Linked DNA regions of Mus musculus: regions 1 and 2 are each linked to region 3. The links are chromatin contacts, called in public HiChIP or PLAC-seq maps. All regions are on one chromosome and are shown on one strand. The core of a region is the stretch at or near the end of the contact, and the rest is flanking DNA. Distances in the headings are between cores, read along the strand shown. Region 1 overlaps Ppard (peroxisome proliferator activator receptor delta). Region 2 has its middle 4.5 kb from the start of Fance. Region 3 holds the start of E230001N04Rik (a long non-coding RNA gene).

The links. HiChIP or PLAC-seq counts read pairs in DNA pulled down with a chosen protein or histone mark.
Region 1: an HNF4G HiChIP or PLAC-seq map of pancreatic cancer cells shows a contact between it and region 3. The contact joins the enhancer-like site here to the promoter of E230001N04Rik in region 3. A contact is called at or near these places in 5 of 39 promoter capture datasets (embryonic stem cells, liver, pre-B cells and 1 more) and 3 of 115 datasets of contacts at active chromatin or transcription factors (the SCID.adh cell line, microglia and pancreatic cancer cells).
Region 2: an H3K4me3 HiChIP or PLAC-seq map of the SCID.adh cell line shows a contact between it and region 3, with 25 read pairs. The contact joins the enhancer-like site here to the promoter of E230001N04Rik in region 3. A contact is called at or near these places in 11 of 39 promoter capture datasets (the 3T3-L1 cell line, the HPC-7 cell line, the SN4741 cell line and 6 more), 1 of 15 datasets of contacts at CTCF or cohesin (the NIH/3T3 cell line), 26 of 484 Hi-C or Micro-C datasets (B cells, the Ba/F3 cell line, CD4 T cells and 14 more), 27 of 115 datasets of contacts at active chromatin or transcription factors (the 230-238 cell line, DN3 thymocytes, the NIH/3T3 cell line and 19 more) and 4 of 9 other capture datasets (adipose tissue, embryonic stem cells, liver and 1 more).

What each region holds. Positions count from the first base shown.
Region 1 is chr17:28,278,854-28,281,553 of GRCm38.p6, forward strand. The region is part of intron 2 of Ppard (peroxisome proliferator activator receptor delta); the gene reads left to right. Among named protein-coding and RNA genes, the nearest start is that of 1810013A23Rik, 8.5 kb to the left of the region's middle. Within about 2 kb of position 1,363, at least 96 of the 459 cell types and tissues checked have an H3K27ac peak or open chromatin away from gene starts, as enhancers often do. A contact at or near this core is called in embryonic stem cells, liver, pancreatic cancer cells and 2 more, where this site is marked.
Region 2 is chr17:28,307,724-28,310,423 of GRCm38.p6, forward strand. No RefSeq gene overlaps it. Among named protein-coding and RNA genes, the nearest start is that of Fance, 4.5 kb to the right of the region's middle. Within about 2 kb of position 1,313, at least 51 of the 459 cell types and tissues checked have an H3K27ac peak or open chromatin away from gene starts, as enhancers often do. A contact at or near this core is called in the 230-238 cell line, B cells, DN3 thymocytes and 11 more, where this site is marked.
Region 3 is chr17:28,521,293-28,523,992 of GRCm38.p6, forward strand. It overlaps E230001N04Rik (a long non-coding RNA gene), which reads left to right and starts at 1,364. Exons shown (of 2, transcript XR_385504.4): 1 at 1,364-2,074.

The sequences.
Region 1 (2,700 bases), core at 113-2,612, 240 kb before region 3:
AGGCTGGATCTCACTATGTAGCTAGCCCAGGCTGGCCTTGAACTTGCAGCAGTCTTCCTGCCTCAGCCTCAGCTGGAATAGCAGGCATGCACTACACCAGGCTTGGGTTTTTGTTGTTGTTGTTTTTTTTTTTTTTTTTTTTTTTTTTTGTGAGCCCAAGTCCTCACATAATTTACGTTTCTTGTTTGTGAAATGGCATTCTAGAACATTCTCCATCTATCTATGGTTGGGGGTGGGGTGGACATTACCCCTCCCATCCCAGAGTCAAGGGCTGCTGAGAGCCGGGCTGGCAGCCCACCTGAGGCCCCTCACTTCCTGTTTCCCAGCTCAGGCAAGAGCTCCTGCTCTCTTTCTCTGGCTGCCAGAGCTTTTATTTTCATTGAGTGCTGCTTCTGGATGCTCAGAGAACTAACTAGAAATACAAGGGCCGTTTTGTCCTGTTTGGTACCTGCTCTTTCTGGTTTTTGGAGATTGACCTCAGGTACCCACTAGGGTGAATCTACCCTGGCCTCAGGTACCCTGAGGACATGGGGTGACCTGGATTGGCAAATGGGAAGCAGCGAGTACTGCAGAGTTGCTGGCCCAGAAAATTGGGTCACTGGGTCAGCACACAGATTACTGATTGATAGGGCAGCTGGGGACCATCATCCAGCTACTTTCTCTTAGGGCCCCTCCACGCTGGTCCCAAGCCACTCATTAGAGGCATGGGACAACCTGTGCCTCAGGGACACTTGTAACCCTCACCCCCACCTCCACAGTCGGCAGGGAAGGAGTGGAAGCTGGAGAGTGGTGGGGGCAGGAGGTGAGGAAGGCACAGGCTGTCTCAGTAGAGACAACAGTGCTCTTTCCCGGTCAGTCTCCTTCTGTTTGACTTTGTGCCTCTTCAGAGAATTCAGGGATAGGGCAGGGAGGCCCTGAAGATCTCCTGTGGTGGACGGGATTGGGGAGTGAGAACTGTGGTGGTCTCGGGGTCCCAGAGCTTGCGCACTTTACAATCAGTGTCCTGGCTCAGCAGAGTCTCCTCCAGACCAAAGGCAGTGACACACACACTGCAGTCACAGTCCCTGCCGGAGGCCCTGCCCTGCACACCTGCTTCAGTGTCTCTATGCTTCTTGGACCTTACTGCCTGGTAGGCAGCTGCACTTCGTTGAGAACTTTGGGAACACGAGTGTCATCCCCAGATTGGGGGAGGGGTGGTGAGCCGGGGTCTGATGGAAGCCTGACCCAGGAGCTGGTAGAGGTAGCTTCTAAAGGGCACCAGATGTGAGTGGCAGGGACATGAGGAAATGGTATCCCTTGGCGAGGGCTGCAGGCCAAGGCTGTCCGAGTGCTTATCCATTCACCAAGTGCCTGTTGAACACTCACTAAGGGGCACCGTGCCAGCAGAGCAGAGGACAGTCCTGGGGTATGGTGGTGCGGTGAGGCCAGGGCGGCAGCAGACCTTGCAGATCTGGAGACAGGACTGAGGTAAGCAGGGTGGGGTAGTGCTAGCCCAGGAAGGCTTCTTGGAAGGAGCGCCAGGGGGAGCCCAGGGAGCCGGTGAGCCTCCCAGGAGCCAGCGGCACTCCAGTCCCAGGCTGAGCCTCTGGCCTGAGCGTCATGGTGGTGCGAGGGGACAGGGGACAGAAGGAAGGGCTAGAGGAAGACTCAGAGACTAGAGCCTGTGGTGACCTCAGCTATGACGTGGTGACTTTGTGGCAGGGGCTCTGTGGCAGACTCTTGTGACAGACTGAGCTGAGGGCTTACAGCCACACAGAAGTCAGGCGGTGTGAGGGCTCCTGACTCAGAATGACAGGAGATTCCGGCACTCTGGAGCCTGCCTCTGAGCCAGCTTGCTTCTGCTGTGTTCTTGACCCAGCAGTGCACAGAAGGCACATGGTGCTGTGACTAAGACTTGACCTCGAGCTACCAATTCCTCATCTGTTAAATGGGGACAGTAGCATCCGGTTCTTTGGGTATTTATAAGAAGGGTCAGTGCCCACAGGGTTAGTAAGCCAGAGAGAGTGGAGCTAGCCCCAGGGTGGTAGAGAGTGAGAAAGCTCTGATTTGGGGCTTATGAAGGGGGACCTAGCATGCTGACTCCCCCAGCTATCTCCACCCCAGGCAGGGCAGGCCTTCTGTCACCAAGCACATAGCCTGCTTAGCCAGCATGGGAACTGAGCCACCAGGCAGAGCACCTGCGGTCCCTTAGCTCATCTCCCAGGCAGCAGCAACGGGGTGTCCTGAGAGGAAGCCCTTCCCTGCAGCCTCCTTCTGCTGTGTGGCAGTCCTCTAGAGGGTCATTGGGTTCAGCTCCTGCTTCTGCCTCTGCCTGCACAATTCCCGACCCCCCTCCCCCACCAGTGAGAGATGGGTGGGGCTTGCCACTCCCATATCTACCCCTCCCTTTCCTCCCTCCTATCCCCCAGGGTCTCTTCTTGGGAGGTGAGCCTGGGTCCTAGAGCTGGGACTGTGTGTACTGAACACTCACGAATGCATACGTGTGTGTGAGTGTGTGTGTGTGTGTGTGTGTGTGTGTGTGTGTGTGTGTGTGTGCGCGCGCGCACGCGGGCCCCAGAATCGGAACAGTCCAGGGATTTTGTTGCACATTGCTGGCCTCATGAATGCTCAGCCAGCAGAAACAGTGAAGGAACTGGACAGACAGGTGGAGGTGACACCTGGCTGCACTGTAAGGGCCACATGCAGGGAGGGGACAGCCCC
Region 2 (2,700 bases), core at 63-2,562, 210 kb before region 3:
GCCTTCTGCGAGAAGAAAATAAGGATGCTACAGGCAGGTGGAGGTTAAAGTGGGTGTCACCAGTCACTTGTATTCCAGTTGGAAGGCTCTGGAAGGTCTGTTGAGCTCAGTACTGGAGGACTGGAATGAGAGCCTGTGGTGTGTGTTGGGGGGGAGTGAGGGGGGTCACCTATCATCACTGTGTGAGGTGAGGACCCTTCATCTCCCCAAACTATGGAAGAAAAAACAAAGGCCTGGTCTATGTAGCTTGAAGAGGCAAGTGGGATGTGGACTCCAGTGTTCGGGTCCAAGCTGGCACCAGAACAAAGAGGAAAGGAACTCCGAAGGAAGAGGAAACAGACTAGGTGGAGGAATGCTTAAGAGACCTATGAGGCTCAAGCCTGGCAGTGGGGGCGTGCACGCCTTTAATCCCAGTGCTCGGGATGGAGGCAGAGGCAAGCAGATCTCTGTGAGTTCCAGGCCAGCCTGGTCTACAGAGTGAGTTCCAGGACAGCCAAGGCTACACAGAGAAACCTTGTCTCAAAACAAGCAAAGAAAACAAAACAAAATTCAATGTCATCCTTGGCTACATAGCAAGTTTGAGGCCAGCCTGAGCAACAGGACACCCTGTCTCAAAAGAGTAAACCAAAACGTTAAAAAAGAGAGAATGAGAGATCTGTGGGTGTGTATACCTTTAATCCCAGCTCTTAGGGGGCAGAGCTTGAGGCCAGTTTGATCTACACACAGCCAGAGCTACATAATGACAGCCTGTCTCAAGCAAAACAGAAACAGAAGCCACTCAAAGCTTCCAGCACAGGTGTTAACGTGGCTAGTGTCACGTAGGGGCCAGGAAAGGGAAGTCCTGGGGCTCCCATGGGGCCACCTCCTGGAACCATCCTAGAGGTAGTTTTTGAAAGGGGGGGGGGAGTTGTTTTGAGGAATTTCTGCTGCCCCCTGGGTGCTCTGGGGGCCCCGTGTTTACGTGGGGAGTGGGAAGGGTCCAGATGGTCATGGATTTAAGAAGGCTTCGTGACAAACTCTTCTTCCGTGCACTCCCGACCCTGGCTGGCCTCCCTGAGGCTGACCTCAAGTGTCCACAACCCACTTTGGCCTCATCACTGAACATCCATTAGCCGGCAGCTGCACCAGCTAAGGCCACCCATAGCCCAATGCAGTGTTCTAACGTGGCTCCAGAGGCACAGCTGAGGGTCCTGTCCTTGTATATTGCTAGTATTTAAGTTGAAAAGAGGTTCGTGGTCCGCTGCTCTGAGACAGAGTTCTAGAAGGGTCTCCATTAAGGCGCTTCACTGCCACCTGCTGGAAGACGGTGGTATAAACGTCAACCCTACAAGTGGAAGGAGGATCCTCACCTCGCCACCTTTCCCACTTAAAGAGCGTGCTTTGGTACTGTGTATAACATGGAGAAAATCACCCACCAGACTTGAGAGTCCTTTTCTACTGGAAGAAAACAGCTTGAATCGGATTCTTCATCTCTCCTTTTAGCACCTTTCAAACAGATCTGGTTTCCACTGGAAGAAATATGTCACCAGGGGACCAGCTCTGAGGGTTCAAAGCCAAGTGCAGTTCCCAGTTTGCTATCTAGTTTTCGTTTGCAGTTTAAGCTCAGCAGTTCCAACTCGCAAGCCTAGTCTACTCTGCCATCATGGGCTCCTAACTCTCTGGAACCATAAGCCCAAATAAAATACTCTTATACCAGTTGTTTTGGTCCTGGTGTTGTTGTTTAAAGATTTATTTATTTTTTATGTGCATTGGTGTTCTACCTGCCTGTCTATGAGAGGCTGTCAGATCCTCTGGAACTGGAGTCACACAGTTGTGAGCTGCCTGCCAGGAATTGAATTCTGGTCCTCTGGAAGAGCAATCGGTGCTCATAAACACTGAGCCATCTCTCCAGCCCCTAGCCATGGTACTTTATCGCAGCAATAGAAAAGTAATACAAGCCGGACGTAGTGGCACACACCTTTAATCCAAGCACTTGGAAGGCAGAGGAAAGAGAACTTCTGAGTTCAAAGCCAGCCTGGTCTACAAAGTGAGTTCCAGGACAGCCAGGGCTACACAGAGAAACCCTGTGTCAAAAAAAGAAAAGAAAGAAAGAGAGAGAGAGAGAGAGAGAGAGAGAGAGAGAGAGGAAGGAAGGAAGGAAGGAAGAAAGGAAGGAAAATAATACAATATCCATGAAGGCTGGGGCTGGGACTGGGTCTCAGTATGATCGCCCAGCAGGCACAAGCCCTCAGTTTGCTCCTTGCTAGGAATATGGGCAGACACCCGTAATCCCAGTAGTTGGGAGGTGGAGGCAGGAGGCTCAGAAGTCCCAGGTCATCCTGAGTGACACATCAAGTTGGCAGGCAGCCTAGGTTACATGAGAACCAGTTTTGTTGTTGTTGCTGTTGTTCTTTGTTTGTTTGTTTGGTTTGGTTTTTCAAGACAGGGTTTCTCTGTGTAGCCCTGGCTGTCCTGGAACTCACTCTGTAGACCAGGCTGGCCTCGAACTCAGAAATCTGTCTGCCTCTTCCTCCTAAGTGCTGGGATTAAAGGTGTGCACCACCACTGCCAGGCTGAGAACCAATATTTTTAAAATATCCACCATAAATGTAATGCATTATATAAGAAATATAGATGATGTCTACCCTAATGTGACAATATTGTGCCATGTCCAACTTGCCAGACTTCACCTGTGAGTCTGTCCCCTATCAGCTATGGCTA
Region 3 (2,700 bases), core at 114-2,613:
AGGGGCTGTGGACATGAATAAATTGGTACAATGCTTGCCAAACATGGAGAAACATGAAGGAGACCCCAGCTCCCTCCATCCATGAGGTGGGGTGGGGATGTGAGGTACACACCTGTTATCCCAGCATTCCGGAGATAGAGGCAGGAAGATCAGATGTTTAAGGCTATTCTTGGCTAAATAGAAAATTTGAGATCAGCCTGGGCTAGAGATCTTGTCAAAAAAAAAAAAAAAAAAAAAAAAAAGCCTTTGTATGGCTGAGCCACTAGTTAGGTGTTCTTTGCAGGAACAGTCTCTGTCTCTGTCTCTGTCTCTGTCTCTCTCTCTCTCTCACACACACACACACACACACACACAGGTACTGTGATCCTACAGTCACCTCCCACCTCCTGACCTACCTGGGAATGCACCTTCCACGGGAGAGGCTCTGACAATCTCAACTCTATTTTGATCCTTTTAAACAGCCTCCAACCTGTTCTAGGTTTTATTGCTTAATTATGTTCTGTGGTATCCTCACCCCACCCCCACCCCCCACCCCCGTTTCCCTGTAGGCTGTAAACTCCTTCATGACTGGGTTAGGGGCAGGATTGTTCTTTGATACCATTTAATTATAGTCTAAAAATGAAGCCAGGCTTCATACCCACAGGCTTGGGTCCCAACCTGGTTCCAACACTTAGCTATCTGGCTTAGGGTCCTGGTTCCAACACTTAGCTATCGGGCTTAGGGTCCTCTGAGAGCTCAGACTCAGTTCCTAGGCTGTAAAAGGCACCAGAAATACAACAGGGCAAAGATCACAAGACCTAAAATGCTGGGAAGGAGTTGGTACGTGGTGAGCATGGAACACTTTGTCCTCCTTCCCTGAATAGCTGAGACCTTCCATGAATTAGAGAACCAAGTCTTCACTGATTAGTGCTCGCTCTGGGGTACTTGACAAGAGAAAGGAGACACTGAATAATTACATAGCGCAGTGGATAAAGGTGCCGCCAAGCCTGACATGAGTTGGGGTCTCACAAGGTAGAAGACGAGAACCAACTCCCACAAATTGCCTGCCCTCATATCTCCAGATGCACGTTATAGCACATGAGCCCCAGCCCCCTACAGTAAATTTAATAAAAAGGCATTACATCTATCCCAGGATCATATCCTGGGTGCATGGCCACTCCACCCGGCTTAGTGACAACCTGTGAACCGCAGACTTGGTGAGAGAAAAACAGTCCCTAAGAATGGCGCCAAGCATAAATATCTGTTGAATCAAAAATCAAGCGAGTCAATAAAAAAGCAAAGACAGAAACGTCCCACCCCGCCGAGCCCCCAGCCCAGCCGCACCCTGTCCTGGAGCCCTATTAAGCCATAGTCCCCAAAGTCCGCTTGTCTACAGCCCCGCCTCCGATTGCCTTGGAAACAGTGACGTTAATCGAGGGGGTGTGGCCTCTCTCCATCCTCTCAAACGTTGTGAGCCGCGCCTTAGCACAACCTGGAGGGGAAGATGAGGTTAAGGTTGCTGGGTACTCCCCCGTTCCTTAGGCCGGAGATAGCTAAGCACACCGGTCTGCGCCCACGAGAGAGCCCACCTTGCGCTTGCCCTTGGCAATTTAGCGTAAGATCGCGAGAGTGCGGGCCTGGGTCCCCGGGAACCGCCCCTGGCGATTTAGGGGGCTTCTGGAGACTGCAGGCTTGGGTCCTCGGAAGACCACCATACTCTCCACCCTCGACGTTGTCCTGGTGGGCGCAGTCCTGCGCCTACCCGGGCACCCCAGACTCGCTGCGCGCCCTAGGCGCGGGCGGGAAGGGGTTAAGCAAGGTGCTGGCTCGGGGCGCGGCTCACGGCGCGTGTGGAGGAGGGGAGCGGGGAAGAAAGTGAGAGCGGGGGCGGGGGACCCGAGCGAAAGAACATCCTGTGCCGCCGCCGGATGCGAGAGGCGGGGGCGCGGGGGAAGCTGGGCGATGCGCTCCGCCCCGCGCTCCTCCTCCCGGGCGCTGCCCGCTCCCGCGCTTCGTACTGCTTCTTCTGGTCCCCACGCCTTCGCGGGTCATGAGCTTGCCAGAGGGGCCCCTCAGCTCGAGTTCCCCGGCAGGGGTAAGCGCGGGGAGTATGGGATCCGCTGTGAGGAACGGGCGCCCCCCTCACCCCCCAAGCTTTTTCCGCTGCACACTGATGGCGAGCTGTCCCCTGCGCAGCGCTAGGATCGGCACCTTCTCTGAGCCAGTCCTGCTGCCAGTACTTTCAGGACTAACACAGAAAAGCTGGTTGTGGAATTCGAAGCCCTCACACTCCTGGGATTAGAACCGGAATCGGTCGGGCCGCAGGGGGCTTTTCACTGGGAATAGCGAAGACTCAAATCCCTTAGCTGATAAGGCTCGGGAGAGAGGCCTCTCGGAAGTCATGATAGGCGCTTGCCGACACAGTTCGATCCCCAGGTCGCACAAGGTGAAAGGCGAGAGCCACCGATTTACATAAATTGCCCTCTGACCTCCATACATGTGCCTTGGACACCCATGCTTGGGGAAGCCAGGTATGGTGGCTTTGAACCCAGCACTCAAGAGGCAGACGCAAGAAGATCTCTAGTTGAGGCCGAGCTCTTGGACTACTACATAGACTGGGGAAAAAAAAAGTTAAAAAAAAATATGGGGGTGGAGGGAGCTAGCTATCTAGGCAATGCTCTTTACTTGATCCAATCAGAAAAGAGCCTCACCAGCAGATAC